Regions from separate parts of the Hordeum vulgare genome. Here region 1 is linked to region 2. Evidence: chromatin contacts called from public Hi-C data. All regions are on one chromosome and are shown on one strand. The core of a region is the stretch at or near the end of the contact, and the rest is flanking DNA. Distances in the headings are between cores, read along the strand shown.

Evidence for each region. A called contact is a pair of places that touch in the nucleus more often than the background predicts.
Region 1: a Hi-C map of leaf shows a contact between it and region 2, with 6 times the contacts expected there. The contact joins the enhancer-like site here to the promoter of LOC123443127 in region 2. A contact is called at or near these places in 4 of 6 Hi-C or Micro-C datasets (leaf, seedling and an unstated tissue).

Annotation. Positions count from the first base shown.
Region 1 is chr3H:101,986,557-101,992,000 of MorexV3_pseudomolecules_assembly, forward strand. No RefSeq gene overlaps it. Among protein-coding and RNA genes, the nearest start is that of LOC123443130, 39 kb to the right of the region's middle. Within about 2 kb of position 1,340, at least 3 of the 3 cell types and tissues checked have open chromatin away from gene starts, as enhancers often do. A contact at or near this core is called in leaf and seedling, where this site is marked.
Region 2 is chr3H:101,645,052-101,650,768 of MorexV3_pseudomolecules_assembly, forward strand. It overlaps LOC123443127 (ABC transporter D family member 2, chloroplastic), which reads left to right and starts at 4,436. Exons shown (of 10, transcript XM_045119400.1): 1 at 4,436-4,961. The coding sequence starts at 4,704. It overlaps LOC123443126 (histone-lysine N-methyltransferase ATX4-like), which reads left to right. Exons shown (of 22, transcript XM_045119399.1): 10 at 51-153; 11 at 288-412; 12 at 872-1,017; 13 at 1,136-1,240; 14 at 1,710-1,774; 15 at 2,063-2,261; 16 at 2,718-2,804; 17 at 2,897-2,953; 18 at 3,029-3,118; 19 at 3,214-3,300; 20 at 3,502-3,576; 21 at 3,657-3,757; 22 at 3,870-4,333. The coding sequence ends at 3,960.

The sequences.
Region 1 (5,444 bases), core at 90-2,589, 340 kb after region 2:
GCGATTCGATCATATGTGAGTACTCTCACATTCCGTGTGGAATCCCGTGTATGCTAAACTGAACTGAAGTGAAGCTCCGGGAGCCTTGGAAATATGCCCTAATCACCTCCGTATAAGATATGGACACACAGGTTATAACATTGTACTCCCTCCGTTTCAAAATATAAGACCTTTTAAGTATTTCACTAGAAGACTACATACGAAGCAAAATGAATAAATCTATACTCTAAAATATGTCTATGTACATCCGTATGTAGTTTATAGTACAATGTCTAAAAGTTCTTATATTTAGGAACGGAGGGAGTATATCCTAAACTGGGAGCATTCTCAAAGACCTCCATCCCTTCCTTGCTCTGTTTTTTGACAAGTAAACGAACCGGATATGTCATTGGGCATTGTGGGCAACATGAACAGCTCGTTCTCTGTAAATTTAGTGTGTGGTATTGCATTGTGGTATCATCATAGTAGCCCGCGTGCCTTTCAAACAACAGCACCTTCATCAGATAAGCAAAGACTAGAAGACCATGACAACTCTGACAGCCACTCCGGCGATGCCTCGTTCGCAGTTGGATCGTTCCCATGTGTCGAAAGCTGCGAGCACGTACTCAGGCGGCCTAGTCAGCCACCAGAGCCTTCTCCGGCACGCAACCGGTGAATGAATCAAAGGACTATTATTGTTTCTGGTGATTACATCACACTCCAACTAGGATCAGTCGACATCGGATAAATATCCTGGACGAAGTTGCTTGGAGAAAACTACGGGGAAATGTGTGGAATGATGTAAGATAAGGTGAAAGGGACACCGCTGCCATTGCCAAGCCAGCCCGTCAATGGTGGAGGGCCGAGACGTGAAGCTGCCGTCCACCGCGGTTCTCGCCTGCGTGGAATTTTTCGAGCTCCCCTGGAACTGCGAAGAAAGTGAAAAGGTATCTCTGAGACCAGACTCATCTCCATCCGGTTATTTATTTTTTATAAAAAGTACAGAAAAAATCATTTTTTTGCATGCTAGATAATTTGAAGTGTGATGTGCGTTCTTAATTTCAGATAATTTAAACTTACGAGTAGCTCTCAAAAAAAAAATTGGGTCCGAACAATAAATGAACACTAAACTTTTTTACAAACCTCTAATTTGTCCTTTTGCCGAAAGTTACTCAAATGTTCAAATAATTTGAAATTTAAGCGCACCTCACGCATCAAATTGTCTACTATGTAAAATAATAGATTTTTTTGAATTTTTTGAGTATTTGTTTTGAATTCTTTCTTCAACGCACGTGCAGATGAGCCTTTCAACCGAATCAACACTCTTGTCATGCGAGCTCCTATTCGACGCATTTGCGTGAAACAGCCATGCAATGCATGCACGGACCCCCAGTCCCCAGACTGGGCCGGCCCAATACTGGGCGTTGTAGCAAGCACGCCTGTTTGCATCTACTGTAGTCAGACATGGGCATTCTGTTAGACCGAATAGTTTGGTCTGGTGCCTTGGTTTATTTTCAAATTTGGTTTTATGCGTGGCCTGCGTGTGTGGACGCCTCGAGGGAATCTTAGGATAAGTCAAAAGGGCTGCGTGTGTTTGTGGCCGAGAAAAGACCAGGGATAAACTTTCTGCGGTTACTGGATGGTATTAATGCTGGTAGGTTATTGGGCTTTATGTGCTAGGCTCCAGCAATACATACCCAATATTTGGGTTAATTCAGTGATTCGGTCAACAAACGCGAACGACCGAACTTACCGATATATTTTCGGTTTCTACAGTTTTCCAACCGAACGAACAACCGAAGCATTGGTCCTCGGTTTTTTCGACTTCGGTCTTCGACTTTTGGTTTTTATGCCCACCCCTAACTGTAACACAACGATGTTAAAAAATGGAGAAGCGCGCAAAGCCTCGCTAGGATTCGAACTTTGGACCTCTGTCTTGTGTATGAGAGCAACTAACCAGTAGAGCTAAGCATAAAGAGGAGCATTACGTTGTTAACAAATTCCAAGGCATGATACGGGCAGTTTTTTTTTCAAACTTTCCTTGGAATTTGTCAACATTTTTAACAATGTGTAATATTAGAAAATCCGATAATTTTGTTAAAAACTTTGGCAAATTTTCCAATTTGAAAATAAAAATACAAACATGAATATTTTCTGACAGATTTTTTTTCAAGTTCCTAAATATATTTTTAAAAGTGAACAATAATTGAATTTCTAGAACAAACATTTGTTAATAGGACAACCTTTGAAAACGCAATATTTTGTTGAAATTTCCGAACATTTTTAAAAACATCAAATATTTATTGAATTATTGAAAAACATTCAGAAGCACGATGAAATTCCCTGTCATTTTTTGAAAACACAAACAACATTCAAATTTTTCACACAGATTTCTAATATTCGGAACATATTTTCATAATATGGAAAACAATGAATTTCTGAACATTCAGAAGCACAAACATTTTTGGAAAGTCTCACACGTTTTTTTAAAACAAAAAAAATGAAAACATGAAAAGTTTTAGATATTTTTGAACTGTTTTCCGAAAATGAGAACATTTTAAATTTCTGAACATTTTTTTAATTTATCAAAAATAAAATATCATATTTGAAATTTTGAATATAAAACTAAAACATGACCATTTCTTAAAAAATTCATGTACTTTTAGAAATTATGAAACAATTTGAACAACATAAAAATTTTCTAAAAAAAAATCGAATTTAAAAAATCCTAGACAGTTTGTAAAACTGCAAACATGTGTTGAAAAGTAAAATTAAGCATGAAAACAAAATAAACTAAAATAAAAAAAAGAAATATAAAAGTTAATAAAAATGACAAAAACGATAAAAGAAACAAAAATTCAGTTCACGTTCACAAAACCGGATTGGACAGTTTGCAAGCTATCAACATAAGTGGGCCGACCCAAAACACGTTGCTCGGTTGCTCGCCTTGTGCGAAGAACCAACAATTGGCTGCAATGACCTGCCAATAGGAAATCCCGCCTGTCAATGCACAATTTTATTTTTGTGAGACAAAGTCATTGCACTATTGGCGACCTCCTATATGTCACTCTCTCCGGCAAAGAGTCACCATTTTGCACAGATGGGTTCGCGACTGGGCTGGCCCGTGAAGACAGCGATCGACATTGAACGTGCACAGAATTGTTACTACCACATCAGCTAGGAGTCATCTCTATTCGAAATGGGAGCGTCAAGCTTAAAAGAACCAACACAATGTGTAGATCCGAATAAGTTTAGGAAATTCAAAAGCATTTTTGTCCGAAAGATGGAATGCTCAGTGAAACGCAAATACTTTCCAATATTTGTGAACAACATTTTGAAAAAATATAACATTTTCGAAAAAAGGAACATTTTCTTTAAACCGTGAACATTTTTTTGGATGATGAGGCATTTTTACCAAAATTCTAAAACAAAATTTGGAATCATGAACAAATTTTGAAACTCCTGAATAAAATTTGAAAACACAAACATTTTTCAAACTCATGAACAAATTCCGAAACATGAACAAATTTCAGATTCATAAACAAAATTATAAATTTGTGAACATTTTTGGAATTGAGAACAAATTTCAAACTCATGAACAAAATTTTAAAGTTATGAACATTTTTTAAATTGTGAACAATTTTTGAAACCGCCACCATCAAAGGACTAAGCTCGGCAATCCGAACCTTTCGGTCGCACCCTTGCCTATGATACTAGATCTGGTCAAGGAACCGCACATAACCTCCGCCCCGGCGCTGATTTCAAACCAGCCATGGGATGAAAATTACACGTCATCGAACAAAGCCTAGAACCTGAATCTGGTGGCACACTATGCTGTCCTGGTTATCCTCGCCGTGCAAGTGGAGTCGAGGGCGATGTAGATCAACCTCGAGAAAATCCTCTTGGGAGACTAACGTCAAATCAGATCACAACACACTTGGAAGGCTACTAAGGACTCGTGAGACTAGTATTGACATGTCTTAGGCCGTTGCTACGAATCATCCGACTGATTTCCAGGGGAAATTAGTCGGGTCCCCAGCCGTTGGATCTCACCCTCCACAGTCGTTTGATTCGTTGACGTATCGATCTCATCTCATCAAGCGATGGCAGCACACACGCCCCTCGTCGGCTGAGTTGGGTGTTCGGCAGCAACGGTAGCGCCGCGATGCTCCATTGCAGTGCCAACTCGGGCGCGGCGGTGCTACATCGCAGCCCCGGTGGTGCTCCACTTCAGCCACGAGACCAGCTCGTGGTGCCCCAATGCAGTGCCAGCAGCCCGCCAAAGCTTCGACCATGATTCATTGCAACAGCGACACCGGCACGGCGGTGCTCCATTGTGTTGGCGCATTGTAGCTTCACTGACGAAGGCCGGCGATGCTACAACATCGGTGTGGTGGTGCTCCATTGCAGCCGTGACATCGGTTCACGGTGCTCCAACGCGGTGCCGATGGCCCCTCGCTGCTCCGCGACGCAACACAGCTCCACCAACCAAAGTCAGCAATGATGTAACACGGGCGTGGCGGTGCTCCATTCCAGTCGCGACATCGACGTGCAGTGCTCCAATGCAGCGCAAGCAGGACATCACAGCTCCGGACATGCTTCAATGCAGATGCGATAGTGCTAAGCGGTTCTCCAACATAGAAATGGTGGCTCGTCGTCGTACTGCATCGCCGGCGGTACCAAATGAGCGGATGCCTTCCCGCTCTCATGGCAGCAGTGCGTATAGCGTTGCTCCCGCAAGGGGTTCAAGTGCCATGGCAGTGGGCGTGCGGGCTTCATGTGCCAATGTTTTCAGTGGGGATGAAGTTGTGTGGAGGTGATGGCATTGCCATGAGTGTTGGGGAACGTTGCATGGAGAAAAAAATCCTACGCACATGAAGACCTATCATAGTGATAATCATCTACGAGAGGGAGATCAGATCTACATACCCTTGTAGATCGCTAAGCGGGAAGCGTTAAGAAACGCGGTTGATGTAGTGGAACATCTTCGCGATCCAAATCGCCGTCGTCTCACGATCCATCCCAATCTAGCACCGAACGGACGACACCTCCGCGTTCAGCACACGTACAGCTCGATGACGATCTCCGCCTTCTTGATCCAGCAAGAGAGACGGGTAAGTAGATGAGTTCTCCGGCAGCGTGACAGCGTGCCGGTGATGGTGGTGATCTATTCGTGCAGTGCTTCGCCTAAGCACCGCAGAAATCCGATCTAGAAGAAGAACTACAAACTAGAGGAGAGGGTAGCACGTGGCTGAAATTGTGTCTCAAAAACCCTCAAACCTCCAGTATATATAGGAGGAAGGAGGGGCTAGCCTTGAGAACCAAGGGAACCTCCCTTGGGCTTGGCCGAATAGGAGAGGAGGAGTCCTCCTCCAATCCTACTTGGAGTAGGACTCCTCCCCAAGTTGTCCACCTCTTTTGGTTTTTCCACTTTTTACCCCATGGGCTTTCTTTTGTTGACTAGT
Region 2 (5,717 bases), core at 3,186-5,685:
TTGGTGATTGTAATATGACTTAACGCAGATGATTTTTCCAATATCTGCAGCAAACCCTTATAGTCCAGTATATGCTAAATGGACAACTGAACGTTGTGCTGTCTGTCGGTGGGTTGAGGATTGGGACTACAACAAAATTATCATTTGTAACAGGTAATTTCTGCCGTCATTTGAATTTTTATCCATCACCTTCACTTAAGAATTCCTTCGATGTTTTAAGTCTACATTTTATGTAAATTTTTATGCTTAGTGGTTAACAAAAGCTTCTCTAAAATTTATGTATTCAGATGTCAAATAGCTGTCCATCAAGAGTGCTACGGAGCTCGTGTCGTACAGGATTTAACTAATTGGGTTTGTCGAGCATGTGAACTGCCCCAACAAAAAAAAGAATGCTGCCTATGCCCTGTAAAAGGTATTTTGTCTCGATGAATACCTATACTACATTGTTTGGAACACTTGTTCTTTTCCTAATTTCTATATGAAACAATTCCTGTGAAATTCTTGTATCCCAAATAGGGCCTCATTTTTCCCGCATCCCAAACAGGACTCCAGTTGGTGTGCTCCATAGTTTCATGATTCATCATTAACATGGAATTGTTTGGACCGTTTAGTAATTTCCTTGAGCGTTGACGTTTTCATTGTGTTCCCGACTCATGCTTAGTTTTATTCCTTTGATGTGATAAGTTTGATTGGTGCACAGTGGTATCTAATAATATTCATGCTTAGTTCTATACTTTTATTCCTTTGATGTGATAAATTTGATTGGTGCACAGTGGTATCTAATAATATTCTAATGTTTTCTTGTCTTGTTTACCATGTTGTTTATGGATTACGCATGATGTTAACTTGTACTTCTTGTTGGACCTCCTAGGTGGTGCTCTCAAGCCAACTGATATTGACCAACTGTGGGTTCATGTCATGTGTGCCTGGTATCAGCCTAAAGTCTCATTTCCTGTTGACGAGACAATGGAGCCAGCTATGGGCATATTGAGCATCCCTTCTGAGTACTTTAAGAAGGTTAGGATTTTTATCTGGTACTTTTTGCAAGGTTACCTAATGGGTAATTATTGTATGTGCTTCTGTGTTCAGTAACCTTACTCTTTGTTTAACTCTGTGTTTTTGTTGTTAACTCCAGACATGTATCATATGCAAGCAGATACATGGGGCCTGCACCCAGTGCTACAAGTGTTCCACTTATTATCATGCAATATGTGCATCAAGAGCTGGATATCGCATGGAGGTAGACTGCTTTTGCCCCCTTTTTGTAGAGGAAATTGTCATCATAATATGTTTGCATGTCCATTTCCTTTAATTTAACCTCCACTCTCTTTTCTTATATGAAAACATAATGCATGTTATTGGCTATAATGATTGTCTGAAAGATTATGTTTGAGCATCTGCCACTTACAAGCTTGATGTTCTTTGCTTCTGTGTAGTATTACTGTGGATTAGCAAGTTTTTGCCACCAACTTAAACATTTAAGCTATGCTGTGGCAAAAGTTTCCTTGTGCCATTTTTTTTGTGTCGTTGCTCAAATACTTCCATTCGAGCTAATCCTAATTTTTTTAAGCATGCTGTCTTTAAAGCATAACTTGATACAACTGTTTAAACTGTGCATCATTTGATGCAAACATTTTCTGGTGCTTGTTCCTTTATTAACCGATTTTGAACATAAAGATTAAAATTGTCCTTTTCCTGTACTCTTGCAGTTGCAATACTCTGAGAGAAATGGTAGGAAGGTGACTAAAATGGTCTCCTACTGTGCGTTTCACAGGTAATAGTTCTCTCACTTGATTTTTCTGTTTTGGTTAAGTTAAATTCACGAGTGGTTATCTAGAAGAACAATTGTAAGTTGGCTTCATGATTGTTATATATACTTCCTTTTGGGGTTGATTTTAGTACCAATCAAACCTATTTTATAAGAAAATAATGGCAAATATGGTCCATGGAACTGGCATGATCTTGGAACAATGTCATTTGCTGAAGTGAAAATGTAACCTGAGGCATAAATTAACACCAGCAAATGTTACTAACACATGTTATTCTTTCTTGTCCACTTCAGTACTCCTGACCCAGATAATGTGTTGATAGTGAAGACACCTGATGGAGTGTTCTCCACCAAATTTTTGCTCCAAAACAATGAGAAACAATCTCCTGCAAGACTAGCTAAGTGCGAAAATCACCAGGAGGTGGTTTTTCCTTCTGAAATTTCTGACTGCCCAGCTGCAAGGTGCCTACCTTATGAAATGTTGAAAAACAAGGTATTTTCCAATTATCTTGGTTTTCTGCACCCACCCTGGACACCTCCCCACTACACATACACATACCATTGTATTGTCACACGATTTAAGAAAAAACGGTGCTGATTGTTTTCATGCATAAATCTCTAAGCGATCATACAACATCCACTTGCTTTACTAACCATTCCTGCTAATCTTTTGGACATTACCTTGTGATAATTTTCGTTGCAAGTTCATTTATACTTAATATACATTGACCATTTTTTTACATCCTTCCTGTATAATTTCTTTGCCCTTTGTGTGTGCATGTTCGTGTGTGTTGATTCTGAAAATTGCAGCAACACTGTTTTGCGTGACATACTGTTATGCCCAACTTAGGTTAATCTTAAATGCAAATGATGTTAACAGACCTGTGTTGTTTTAATTTCTAGTGTTTTGTCAGCAAGTCCTTAGTACTAAGTCATCTTTGTCTTCCAGAAACAACAAGGAGAGGCAGTTGCCCATCGAATAATGGGACCCCGACACCACTCTCAGGATTTGATTGAGGCTTTGAACACATACATGGTAATTGCCTGGTCCTTAGCATCACCACTTCTTTTTTTGAAGTTACATTTGGATGCTAGAAACATTTAGGCATCTTATTTCCTTGTCAGCAGGACCAGAAGGATGACCGACCTTTTGCTACGTTCAAAGAAAGGCTTCAATATTTACAGGTTTACTTTCTGAACGATCGTGGTTCATTAAAGACTATATGAGCAAACCAATAAACATATGTTTGATCATTTCAGAGAACTGAAAATAAGAGGGTCTCTTGTGGTCGATCTGGAGTACATGGATGGGGGCTCTTTGCTGTTAGGAAAATTCAAGAGGGGCAAATGGTAATCAATGCAAATGTTATTGAAGCACTTATTTAAATACACCCCATTTGTGAGGAATCTGTTCTTAATTTGTGAGCTAACCAAACTTGTTCCAGGTTATCGAGTATCGCGGGGACCAAGTCAGGCGCAGTGTTGCTGATTTGAGGGAAGCACGATATCACAAGGAAAATAAAGACTGCTACGTGAGTTACTTTTATACTTTCCTTTTTGTACTGTTTTAGTCGATTCTCTTCTTTCAACTTGAACTGTAACTGGTATGACTAATTGCCGTCATGCAACTTTTTCTTGATGACAATTTGATCAAGTGTAGAACCAACTAGAATCACATAAAAACTGTATAGTTTGATGTTCTGACGTGGTGAATTATTATTTTGCTGCCGCAGCTGTTCAAAATAAGCGAAGATGTTGTGATTGATGCTACGGAGAGAGGAAACATCGCCCGTATAATTAACCACTCGGTAAACCTTCATCATGCTCTCACACCTGCATCTTGTTGAACCCCATGAAATGGTAACCAACATACTCGTCACGTTTGCAGTGCATGCCTAACTGCTACGCGAGGATCGTGAGCGTTGGCGACAACAAGAGCCAAATAATTCTGATTGCCAGAAGAGATGTTTCAGCCGGAGAAGAATTGACGTAACTCCTTCATAACCCTGTCCACCACTTTGTGATTTATGTACACACCGAAAAACGAAATGTGCAACCAATTGATGTTCTGAGGCCCTCTATTTCTTGCTCTGTTGCGCAGGTATGACTACAAGTTTGACCCCGACGAGTCGGAGGATCGAAAGGTTCCCTGCCTGTGTAAAGCTCCTAACTGCCGTGGGTACATGAACTGAAGTGCTTGCTCACAAGGACTAACCAACCCCAATTACAGTGGCGAAGCGCCACATTCATCCAAGATTCTTTCATCATCTTGTGCATGGCCGTCAGTCATCATGCAACCAGCGTGTGTTTTTCTTTGTATTTTAGTCACATATATAATTTTGCTAGATAGCGAGGAAGGTGTTACCAGGCTAGAGAAAAGAAAAAGCAGTTTAACTGGCAGCCAGGCATTGTAAATTCTTCATTGCTGTAATAAATTGATGCTTTCTTTCTGTGAAAAAGAAAAGAAGAGAAAGGAAAAGGAATCCAATAGGAAAGAAAATGCCCAATTGTTGATGCAATGCATTTGCTGATATGAACAGCTTATTTAACTGATCTTCTCTGTTACTGCTGGTGTTCCGTCGTGTACGTGCTGTTTCTGTTTTCATTTTCAGAAGATAGGATACGTGTGGTGCTGCTGCTTGTTACCACCACCTCCACGCCATGTCGTCGTCCTCCAGGAGACGGGCATGCTCGTTCGGGTGGCTGCAGCTGGGCCACTATCCTCGGGTGGCCAGGATGTCAGCGACCCGTCCGCCTCCCGCGGGTGGATTCCAAGCAGCGTGAACCGTAACGTCTCTGCTGCTCCGCCAGTACCGCCTCCCACGCCCGCCGCCGTGGTCCACGGCGCTCGCCATTACTCGCTTGCCACGACGAGCACGAGCATCTCCTCTGACGTGGGGGAGAAACGATTTAAAAAAAAAGGTGGGCGAGGAAGATGCACTTACTCGTCCTGCCCACATGCTGCTGCTTCCCCACCACTTGGCCTGCTCCGCAACCACCACCATCGCTTCCGCGGCCGCTGTCTCGCGGCCTCGGCCACTCCGCGTCGCCGCGCTTCGGCATGCCCTTCCGCCGGTCCTTGGCGCCCCCCGCCATGCGCCGCCGCGGGCGACGGAGGGCGGCGGCCGCCGCCGCCGCCGCAGGAGAGGCCTCCAGCGACTCCCCTGGTCCTCCTCCAGGAGGCGAGGACAAGGTGATTATGGTGGTCTTCTCTGCTCGGTGCTCCGCTTTGAGCTTAGTAACCAGCACTATGTTTTTACTCTTCCTACTTTTCCTTGTGGGCTTTAGGTCTGTGTTGCAACTGGCTTCTACTCCCTCTCTTCTTAAATACTCCTATAAGTCGTTTTTAGAGATAACACTATTGGACTATGTATGGATGTAAAGTATATAGACATATTTTAGAGTGTAGATTTACTTATTTTGTTTCGTATTTAGTCGCCTATTGAAGTGTCTAAAAGGACTGTTAGCGTCCTGCCGCATTGTTAGATTTTGCAATGGACACACACTCCTCGTGGTGCGATCTGCAACCACGGGTTTGCAGTTCAGGTTCAGCATACATAATACTCCCTCACTCCGTTCCATAATTCTTGTCGTGATTTTAGAGTATTGTTTAGGCGTGCATAAGCAAAATGCCAGCCTGTCTGCTTTGCTATTGCGATGTCGCTGCAATGTGCTTCAATAAGGCTGATTTTGTACGGTCAAACTGACAGTATAGGATTAAGGATCGTTGTTCTTGAATGCAATTCCACATCGCGCTATTAGCTGCAGTTGCTGGATCTAGAGTTGCTTTGAGCCAGCCTCCTGTGTTCAACATTCTATACCTGCAGCGAATGACATTTTGGACGTTGTGCATGTCACTCTGCAAATGTCGGCGCCTCTTGTGCTAGTTGCTGGTTTGTTGTTTATTGGGTTGCTAATGAATGCACATTTCCTTCATCTCATGCTGATA